Regions from separate parts of the Mus musculus genome. Here region 1 is linked to region 2. The links are chromatin contacts, called in public Hi-C maps. All regions are on one chromosome and are shown on one strand. The core of a region is the stretch at or near the end of the contact, and the rest is flanking DNA. Distances in the headings are between cores, read along the strand shown. Region 1 has its middle 36 kb from the start of Gm20110. Region 2 has its middle 42 kb from the start of Gm34983.

Region 1 (5,448 bases), core at 2,700-5,199, 160 kb after region 2:
AAGCCCTTCCAGCAGACACCAAAGACTCCCGGGCATTTTGCTGCACTCTGGCTTTTCAAGGATCTATTGGCACATTCTCTTCCTGCTTGGTAATTAAGACCAGCTGTCTCCATTTGAAAGGAAGGAATCCCTTTAAAGTCCTCTCCATCCTCTCTACAATGTGCTACTGAAACATGCTAATTAGTAACTGGACTTAGGACAACACAGACATGTGTTTCCTGTGAGACTGGAGAAGGAAGAGGAGGAGGAGGAGGCATAGGAACATCTGCGTAGTTGCATATGTGTGTATGTTTTTCTAATTTTCAAAATGACATTTTGAAGGAGAATCTTTCTACTTCAGTGTGATCAGTAACCAGGATGGAAGGCTCCGGAGGTGGGGGTAGGGCAATGAATTAACTTCTCCGGCTTGGTTTGTCAAGCTCACTACTTAAGCTCTTTGGTATCCCTCTTCCATCCATAATGCAGGCTTCCCTACCTCATCAAATTAGCATCCTTACTCTCACCTCCTTGCTTTTCACAGTCCTATCAGGAATCACTGGACTTCAGAGATTAAAAAAAAAGTTCTCTTTTCTTTGAAGACCCCATTCTGTAGTAAACTGATAGCCAAGTGGCTTTGCAACAGTTAGCACACTGGGGGATTTGACAAGAAGTCACAATGTTGAAAGGTGGCATTGTGTGAAGTGTCTTTAGCTAAAAATGGGGAAGACACCACTTTCCCAGCATAAACTGTGCTCTCTTACAAATAACTTGTAGCATCAGTTCATGGTTTTAAACTTGCCAGCAATCACCGCTTGGAGGCAAGAACTACTCAGGACACTGGAGGGGAAGCGGGCTCACTGGTTCATTTTACAGGGAAGAACTTGGGGGTTGACTTAAGTGGATATGGAAAGCTGGGGGTTGGGGAGGCTGCAGGTTGGTGCTTGGGAAAAGAGTGGGCTGCATCTTCTACCTCCAAGATCATTCTCCTGGGGCAGTTGGGCCAAGAGCCTGCCCCAGAATTTCTGCTACTTGTCTCGGCTATGCCTCTGGACATCTCAGAGGCTGCTCCTGTAATGTTCTGCATCTCTGTTGATCTCATCATCGTGCTTCATCGACTCATAGTTTCAAGTCTTACTGTGGGAGTCTGATAGATGACAATCCATATGACCTGACTCTACTGTAGGATGGGAAAAGACCTATTGTTTATGGAAGGTATTGTTTATAGAGGGTACAGATGAAGTTTTGGCTACTGTTCCCTGCCACTCCTCCACAACAAACTATACAAAGTCGTAATAATATAGTTTCCCATGAAGTAATTATATTGTTTTTTAGTGAGAAAATGTGATCAATAGCTACCATAGAGCTGTATGCTATAGCTCTACATTACAAATGTGGAATACTGTTTGTCCAATGTCAATCACTTATGAGTAGATAAAGCCTTGCAGGGTACATCAACAGACAGCCCACCATTGATAACTGTACACCTGGCCACAAGCCTTCCTCTTAGTGGCCAGCTAACATCTGGGAGTCATCTGCTGACCCCTCCAGTGAGTTACACAACTCAGAGACGGGGGGTGGGGGGGGGTTGTCAAGCCTCATTCCAAATATGCTGGGTGTCTTGTGCAAGGACCTACCTGAGCTTTCTGGTAACCTGTTCTGATAGGCTCATTTTACCTGCTCCTTTTTCCTGCCCTGCTACTGATGTCCCTAGATTCCTGGCTCAGCTTGGATTTCATTTTTCTCCCAAGAGAAAGCTGGTTGAGAGTGACAGAATTGCTGGTTTCCCCTTAGATGTTGGCTCTTCTATCTGCAACATGCCTTTCTCCTTGGACTCTTGGATTCTTATTACTATAACAGACATTTTCATATTCTCTCTCTCTCTCTCTCTCTCTCTCTCTCTCTCTCTCTCTCTCTCTCTCTCCCCCCCCCCCCCCAGTAACTCTAGATAGAAGCAAATGGAATGAGAGAGAAAAAAATGTGTGTGTGGTATTTCTTTGGCGAGCAGAGCAGATTGGTTCTCCAACCCCAGCATCTGCTCTTCAGCTGGGACTCCTTTCTGGTCTTCATTACTCTGACAATCAAACTCAACCTGCCGGCTAGCAATTCGCATAGGTGCGCCTGTGCTCTTCTGAACGCCATGTTCTTTTTCTCTGCTTCAAATTTTACCTTCCAGCTTTTTTTTGTTTACCTTTAATCTCCCCAACAAATAGTTACAAATCCCCTTCTATCTAGTCCTAAACATTTGCAAAGCCCAGAGCTTGGGAATAAATAAAGACCACACCTCATATTTCTAAATTCTTAAAGTGTATCCATGAGGCTAACAGAGAAGGCACAAGAGAAGGGGGTGGGTCAGAGAAGGATTACAGATGACAGAAATAAGGCAGATTAATGCAAAAGAGATACAGCTTGCTTGAAATGAGGTGTACTGCACTCCTGAGTTTATAATAAAATACGTAACCTCTATTTTTGATTAAAACCCAAGCCACCTGTAAAATGCTTCCTAAAGCTAACTTTAGAGTCGAGATTCGTAGACTCTAGAGTTTAGTATCAGAGTGTCAGAACCTAGGAGAGTATAGAGAATACTCACCAGCCTTAGCTTTCTACCCCATCTCTGTACAGCCCCTCAAAAGGATTTGCATGTGGGTCTGTGGGTATTGAACCTGCGCCTCCAGGGGCCGTTGGCATCACATCCCTGTAGAGGTCATTCTTTATGAGTAGACAGCACCCCATTTTACTCCTACTAGGTTAATATGAGGTCTTAAGACATTCCACATGGGGCCTCAGGCCACTGAAGTGGCAACTACTGGGGTCCTGGATTAGAAAGTGGGGTCTGTGGTAGGACAAGTGGTAGTCTGAAGGAGGATGACCTCTTGGCTCTGTAGCTTCCACAGCCGTAGAAGAGGACACGGAAGTAGAATTCCTGTTGCTGAAGCACTCTTGCCAGGGTTAATGGTGTCCATATTGGGGTGTGCTTCCTTCTTCTCCCGGGGTTCTCTTCCTCCGTGATGTCTAATGGAGTCGAACTCACTTCTCAAGCAGCATGGCATGTTGGGTCTCCTTCCAGAAAACCTTAATTCTCCTAGTATGTAACTCATTTGTCCTAAGATGGCAATAGCAAAAGACCGTAAGTCACTTAAGCACTGTGCACCCAGTTTTCTTTTAGGGCTCTCAAGAGATTTGGAAAAGTCAATATGTGCAGAAAGCTATATCGAAAGAAGTATTAAGTACTATAACTGCTAGCTGTGTACTCACACAGCACCCCGTTCTTACGCAGAAAGGCTTCATGTTGCTTTATTATATTTCCATTAGCGCCGTCTCTTCTGGCAACGTGCTATTGAATGCAAGGACTTAAATTGATTTAATTCTGTACTCTGAGCACAAAACCCAATGTACATTACTTAGTTGCTGCTCGGTAAATAGATTTGGGGTAGTTAAATCATCTTTTGGCAACTTGGAATTTGCTCCCGCAAGTGTTTATGCTGTGGTCTCTGCACGCCTATAAGGGAAGTGCCTGGGATTGAGCTCAGCTTCCTAGAACTTTCCAACTGTACGCACTTAGAGAGTTAGATGGGCAAGGTAGAACCAACCCCGAACCATGTCACTGGGTGGCTGGCAAAGAGAAGGAATATTCAAGTGGCATTCTTAAGGATCAGTTACATCTGTCCAAGATGCTGATTCTGTGTCACGACAAAAACTTCTCATCCACGACATCCCATTATGGAATGCTGTCTATGTCTTTGTAGGCGCCGACGAACGTGCAGGCTACTTTCCCAAGGTCTTTGTGACCAAGTGTTTTCTCAGCATCTTCCCTCTGAGGTGTTTGTGTCACTGTTAGTCTTCATTGGACCTGCTTATTCTGATGACTTGCAGATGAACAGGGCTCCGGAAATACGGCCAGGAGAGGGACCGTAAAGATGTTTGCCTGATTACGATTGCGAAACCACTCTGTCAAGTTTTCCCTATCATTTACTCAAGTGGTTGCTAGGTAATTTCTAGTCCAGCTCCACAATTAAAGTGAAAGGGCCTGGCAGCCAGCTCATCACTCGGTGGTTCTTCCGCTCGAGCTGGGCCTGAGCTGTGATCAGATACAACAGAATGCTTTGCACGGGACCTAGAAAACCCAAGCAAAGGGCCGCAGAAACCCTCCTCAGCGAGTCCAACCTCATTCTGGGAACATTGTTCTCTCAGTGACCCATAGGATGATAAAAGTGTGTTCTTTTTGTGCTTGCAGAGCTATGTTTAAGGTTTTCCCTTCTCCCACCCCAAAAGAAAACAGAAAGGAGGAAAAAAACAAACCTACTTAAATTACAGGGCATCTAAAAACAATATTAGGTGTTCTTTGAGTTTTCAAGTAATTATAACTATTCTAAAGTAATTGGCTTTACAACAAAGACTTGGACAGCTAAAGTGTGGAGAGTCCAAGACTCAGAGCGATTTCTGTGTTTTAGCTTACTTAATCTTCATGAATATCCTACTAGGTAGGAAGTCCTATTGTCTTTATGTTACCAGTGAGAAATGGAGGCATAGGAAACTATAGATTCACTTAGGTTCAAATGTTCCAAGGGTTAAATCTAGGTCCTTGTGTATACTAAGCATGGTTTGAGTCACTGATCTGTATCTCCATCCCCAGAATTAGGGCCATAGATTAAGGATACAGGGCCAGCATTCAAGCCTAGCCTGTTTTGTTAGTCTGATCATTTCACAGCCTTTTTTTTTTTAAATGTGGCAAAGACACATTTATTCATCAATTCTTCACTAGAGAGACCCCTTCTGAGCTATATTTTAAGGGAAGGAAATTCTAAGGGCATAATGTTAGTGAAGACTTTGTAGTTCCTGCTTTTTGTTATATATATTTTAATTCTTACTTTTGTTCTTTGTTTTGATTCAGGGTGTTGCTGTGTAGCTCTTGTTACTATGATCTCAAGAGATCCACTTTCCTCTGTCTCCTGAGTGCTGGGGTTAAGGGGGTGCCCCATCATGCCTGGCTTTAATTTTTCATTTTTAAGCCATATTAAATAAGATGTGATACAAATGAATTTGCAAATTTTCAGTAATGGAATTTCACATTACCATATTGCCCGTATTGGTATTTTGGTCCTCGTAGGATATGGGGCTGATCTCTTAAAATGAAGATTTTTTTTTTTCTGAATGAAATACAATCAAGGTTGAAGAGAATGCAAGGCACTTTCTCCATTGCTAGAATCAATGTCAACCTGACATAGGGGTCTTGTTTCCATGGCAACACATCAAGGCATTAACCGTTTGTTGCAGAGCTGACATGAAGACGAGAATTTCCATCTGGGTTTATTTGCTCTGTTACTCCTGTGCTTAGATCCTTCACTTTCTTTGACCTTCAATCTTCTCACAAATTAAAAGTAACCAGTTATTATTCCGCGTCCAGTGGAACTTCTTGTAATCTGGCAAAAGCGGTCAAATCTTGAATGAGCTCTGAGCTTCCCAGAAGAAGCT
Region 2 (4,906 bases), core at 643-3,142:
TATGAGCCACTATGTCAGGCAAACTATTGGTACATGAGCTTCCATGGCATCTTCTGTCCTCACCTCCATGTATGAGAACTAGAATTACAGGCGTGCCATACTATATCTGGCTTCACCTAGGTTGTGGGGAATCTGGCCTCAGATCCTCACGCTTGCTGCCTAATCCCTTAACCATCACCCTCCTGAGCCACTGCCCAAGACGGTAAACTGAAGGTGTGCAGGGTGGTTCTCTCACACGCTCGTCATGATGTAGCTATGGCTAGTGAAGCCATCACTACAGTAAAGCAGGCTAGCATCCTCGCCGTTTCCTGTGTCCACCTTTCCACCTTTCCTGAATATAGGAGACCCTGTTAGAGAATTCGCATCATCTCTCATGCTATCAAGCATGCGATTATCCATCTATTCAATAATATGGTAGGAGAGGAAACGACACATAGCCCACCATTCCAGAGATTTGTGTTGTGTGAATTGCTGTGTGGGTTTTCCCAGATGCTATAAGGGGAAAGATTTTATTTTCATGATGCACTATGAATATCCTTTCAAGTTTACAGAACCTCTAAGCACTCTAAACTTTTAGAAATTTATTTTACATCCGATTATTATTTTCAAAGATATTTAAGGAAGAAATAGAAAGTTATTTTCAAAGTTTTTTTTTCTTAAAGCTGAGGTAGAAAAGAGTTCTAAACATCTCTGCAGTAACTGGATTTTATATTCTAAATGTTTCTTCTCACACCAATGATCAAAACAATATTACATTTAACATACCTTTTAGGCATACTATAAATATGAGATTATTTTACTAAAACGTTACTTGAGTTCTTACCTAATTTTAGTTCTATATTTGGTCTCATTATAATTTGACTCAGGTCTCTTCAAAAATCAATGTTCCCAGTTTGAGATTTCATTAGCTACTTACTTATGACTAGAGGTGTGATTATCTAAAATTTCCTGCTTCGTTCTTATGAGCGCTAGATCAGATTTGAAAAGTAATTATCCCATTTAATTTTAATATTTTTCCATCTCTGGTTATGAAGTAAGCTAAGAAGGTATTTATTCAATCAGAGAAGTCCAGATCCTCTACGTTTTAATATGGTTCTTGAACTTACGGTTTTTACTTGAACTTATTCAAAGTAATTTCTCAGTTACTTGGTGGTTTTCATTTTTAAAACCAGCATGACGGCTCCCCTGCAGTTCTGTGACTTAACTGGGGACCCTTTACTGTACTTTCTCTGTGAAGGAATTGCATCAGCTTGGGTTGGTCACACAGTGTCGGCCACTTTTCATGCAAGCAAGGCTTGCTGGAGCCACGTGTCCCAGCCCAGAGCAATCAGTGAGGGCTTTGGCATGCTCCTCTTGCTAATCACAGGAGGTTAACGAAATTGTAAACTCTGAGATAATGTTACTTTGGGAAGAGACCTGGGTCCAATTATCACGGGCAATTCTCAAATGGAATTAAAATTAGGAAGAAGGAAGTACCAGTTGATTGCGATCTGGCCAATCTCAGCGCTGCAAGGGTCAGATGTTTTGTATTTATTCAGGTTGTAGTTCACTCGTCCACAGCTATAGTTGAAATTAAGACCTCATTTTGGGGAACGTGTGATCATTCCCTGGCATGGTCTGCCTGTTTTCTTTAAAAGAGATGCATCAAATTGGAAACTGGATGAACCGAAAATCAATGAGCAGGAAAGGAACGAAAGGTCTAATTTGTTAAGAAATTACACTGATGATAATTGATAAAAATTTGAGGGAGAAATCAAAAAGAATTTTTTTCCTAAGGTAAATTGCAAAGGTGGAATTAGAAAAAAAAAATTCCCTCAGTTTTAATATCTCATCTGCATTCAAATTAGGTTTTATTGTATTCTTTCAAAACCACAAAAACAGATAATTATCTCAAAAGGATGTTATAGAAATTGCCACTTCAAAACAGAACCACCAAGGCCCTGCTTGCTACTTGGGTAGGCAGGAAGTGAGTTTGAAAAAAAAAAAAAAACCCAACACACAGAAACACTAAAACTTTTCTTCTTTTCTTTGTGACACTTTCTGACTAAGATCCAGACAATCTTTGAAAAATCTTAAAATAAGGATCTTCCATCTTCTTTAGATGTCAGGGTGAAGAAAGCACAAAGCTCCCAGAAGTCTCTCAGTGACAAGCACTGCAGTTGTCTGCAGGCCCCGTCAGGAAGGCATTGTGTTCTGCCCGCATTAACAGAGTTCCTCGTAGGTGGTGGGTGCCAAGATCATCCTGGACTCAGGAACCAGATTTTAGTGGGGGAAAAACATCTAAAAGGAAGTGAAAATGAATTGAATACCAAACTTTTTTTCTGTTTTTTTTGTATGTGTGTGTGTATGTATGCACATGTTTATGTAAGTGTGTTCATGAGTGTGTGCTTATGTATATACATGGATATAAATAGATTCGTTTGTATGCATGTAGAATCCAAAAAGTTGAAGTCTGGTATTTTTTTTAATCACTCTTTCTTTTGTTCTTTCTTTCTTTTTTTCTTTCTTTCTTTCTTTCCCTTAACAATTAAAAAGTTTAATTAAAATATAATCATTTCATTTCCCCCCTCCTTTTGTGATGGTTTGAATGAGAATGGCTCATGTAGCAGGGACAGCAGGGCTGCCTCTTTGTAAACGCTGTCCCCACCCCCATACTCCCCCCTCCCGCCATCCCACCCTCGCTCCGCCCCCAAGCAGCTCCTGCAGGAGGACCTGTTTGAGGACTGCTGAGAGACCAAGGATTGCTCATGCAAAGAGTGCCAGCCAATCAGGAACTGCTATTTGGAAGAGGTGTTTTCTTGGGACCAATGGGGGCGCGGGTGGAGGGTATTAAAGGAGTTTGCTGCAGGTTTCTCACCTGCTCTGTGTCATTGATTCTTCACCAGCTCGGTTCCAACCCCCAAGGGCAGGTAGAGTCCTTTGGAGAGCTGTCCAGAGCACAGGCAACAGGACTACATAAGCTCATGTATTTGAATATTTGTCTTCCATTTGGCGGCTGTTTGGGAGATATTAAGAGGTGTAGTCTTGCTGTGGGCCAGTTTGAGGTTTTCAAATCATCTCACCATATCTATTGCGTTCTCTCTCTCTCTCTCTCTCTCTCTCTCTCTCTCTCTCTCTCTCTCTCTCTCTCTCTCTCTCTCTCTCTCTCTCTCTCTCTCTCCTGCTTGCTCATTGAGACGTGAGCTTCCAGCATCGCTCCAGAAACCTGCCTCTTGCTCCCACTGTTCCACCATCATAGACTCATTCTATGAAACCATAAGCCCCAAATAAACTTTTTTTTTCTATGATTTTCATGAACATAGCATCTTATCCCAGCAATGACAAAGCAGCTAAGACTCCGTTCCTCCCTCCAACCTCTCCTGTGTCCTCTACCTTTGACATTTTCCGTGTTTCTCTCCTTACTTCCTTTCAAATTCATGGACTCTTTTTCATTATTGTCACACACTGAGTGTTGTTTGTGTGTATGTGATTTGAGGGGATACCATTTGGTGTTGGGTAATCAATTAGGGGGCTCATTCAAGGGGAAAACTAATTCTCTCATTTGTTGCCTGTGTTTGGTTTCAGAACTTCACCCCCCACCCCCCAAAAAGGGACTGAGGTACAGATTTTACATATCAAAGCAGGTTCTCCCAGCATCCCTCAGTCCCTGACTGGCATACCCTGCCCCCAACCTTGAATTTTCCAGTCCAGGGGCTGGGCTGCCCTTCCCCCAGGGACTCTTCCCTACATAATGCAGAGATTTTGATCTCTCTCTTCTCTCCCTCTCTCTGCAAGAGCATCCTTTCTTTCTCTTCTGCCTCCTCTCCCTTTTCTCTCCCCATGGTGACTTCCCTGGCCTTGATCTTTGGGTCCCCAAGAGCAGCTTGCAAATAAACCCATTTAGTGTAATCTAACGTGGCTTGAATGGACTCATTTCACTAGAATAGGCATTTTGTCACTTAAAGAACTTGAGGCTCAGCCAGCAGTCAGAGAAGGAATTCAGTATTAATTTATACTGATTATATTAATTTACATTAAATTGTATCTCCAAATATGAGGTTCTTCATATTTCCTAGAATGTTCAACAAGATACAAAGTTATATATATATATATATATATATATATATATATATATATGTATATATACATATATATATGTGTATATACATTTATAGATATATACACATATACATACACACATATATTCACACACATGTATGGCTATCTATCTTTATATACAGATATATAAACCATATATAAGCCATTCATATGAAATTATGTACTCTTTATAGACCAAATAAAATGTATATTTGATGCATTTCTTTACGTTTTCATTGAATAGAGTCTATGTTTCATTGCTCCCTGTGGGAAAAAAAATGTGATGACAGTGTAATTCACTTCTTTATGGAACCAAAGTTAAAAATACTCATAACTCCGATAGTTTTGGAATGGTACAAAGCATTACTAAAACTAACATCTAATTATATACAAATACACTTATTAGTGCGTATGTCTGAATGTAGAATGCAATAATAATCAGGCATCGAATCGGATGCTAATTATAATCTTCTGAGTGGAGAGGCACTGTGACGTGGAACAGAGCAACAGCAGCACGTCGGAGCTGCATAATGAATCCAAACAACACTTGGCAAAATAAGTGAGCCAATTACAAATGTGTAATTACTGATTGAATCATTGCTTGAGGGTGATTAATGGTGAGAAGAGAGGGAAAGAGGATGTTTTCGTCCTATTGTGGTTTGGTACTAAATGTGAGAAGAGGACTCTCCAGGAGGATACTGGAGGAACAGCAGACATTTCAGGTTGGAGTCATTGCTCTTGTCTAGGCCATGGGTGGTCAGGCTTCTGTGCTTGAAATGATATGAACAGGAACCAGCATTTGAAGTCAAAGATGAGTCAGCAGGACAAA

Evidence for each region. Hi-C and Micro-C count contacts between places; a contact is called where the count stands out from the background.
Region 1: a contact with region 2 is called in a Hi-C map of the N1E-115 cell line, with 4 times the contacts expected there. The contact joins two enhancer-like sites. A contact is called at or near these places in 5 of 39 promoter capture datasets (the 3T3-L1 cell line, embryonic stem cells, hippocampal neurons and 1 more), 2 of 15 datasets of contacts at CTCF or cohesin (embryonic stem cells and pro-B cells), 38 of 484 Hi-C or Micro-C datasets (B cells, the C2C12 cell line, DN3 thymocytes and 21 more) and 3 of 115 datasets of contacts at active chromatin or transcription factors (embryonic stem cells, fibro-adipogenic progenitors and microglia).

What each region holds. Positions count from the first base shown.
Region 1 is chr10:99,570,277-99,575,724 of GRCm38.p6, forward strand. No RefSeq gene overlaps it. Among named protein-coding and RNA genes, the nearest start is that of Gm20110, 36 kb to the right of the region's middle. Within about 2 kb of position 3,950, at least 13 of the 459 cell types and tissues checked have an H3K27ac peak or open chromatin away from gene starts, as enhancers often do. A contact at or near this core is called in the N1E-115 cell line, Th2 cells and pro-B cells, where this site is marked.
Region 2 is chr10:99,415,074-99,419,979 of GRCm38.p6, forward strand. No RefSeq gene overlaps it. Among named protein-coding and RNA genes, the nearest start is that of Gm34983, 42 kb to the right of the region's middle. Within about 2 kb of position 1,893, at least 36 of the 459 cell types and tissues checked have an H3K27ac peak or open chromatin away from gene starts, as enhancers often do. A contact at or near this core is called in the N1E-115 cell line, Th2 cells and pro-B cells, where this site is marked.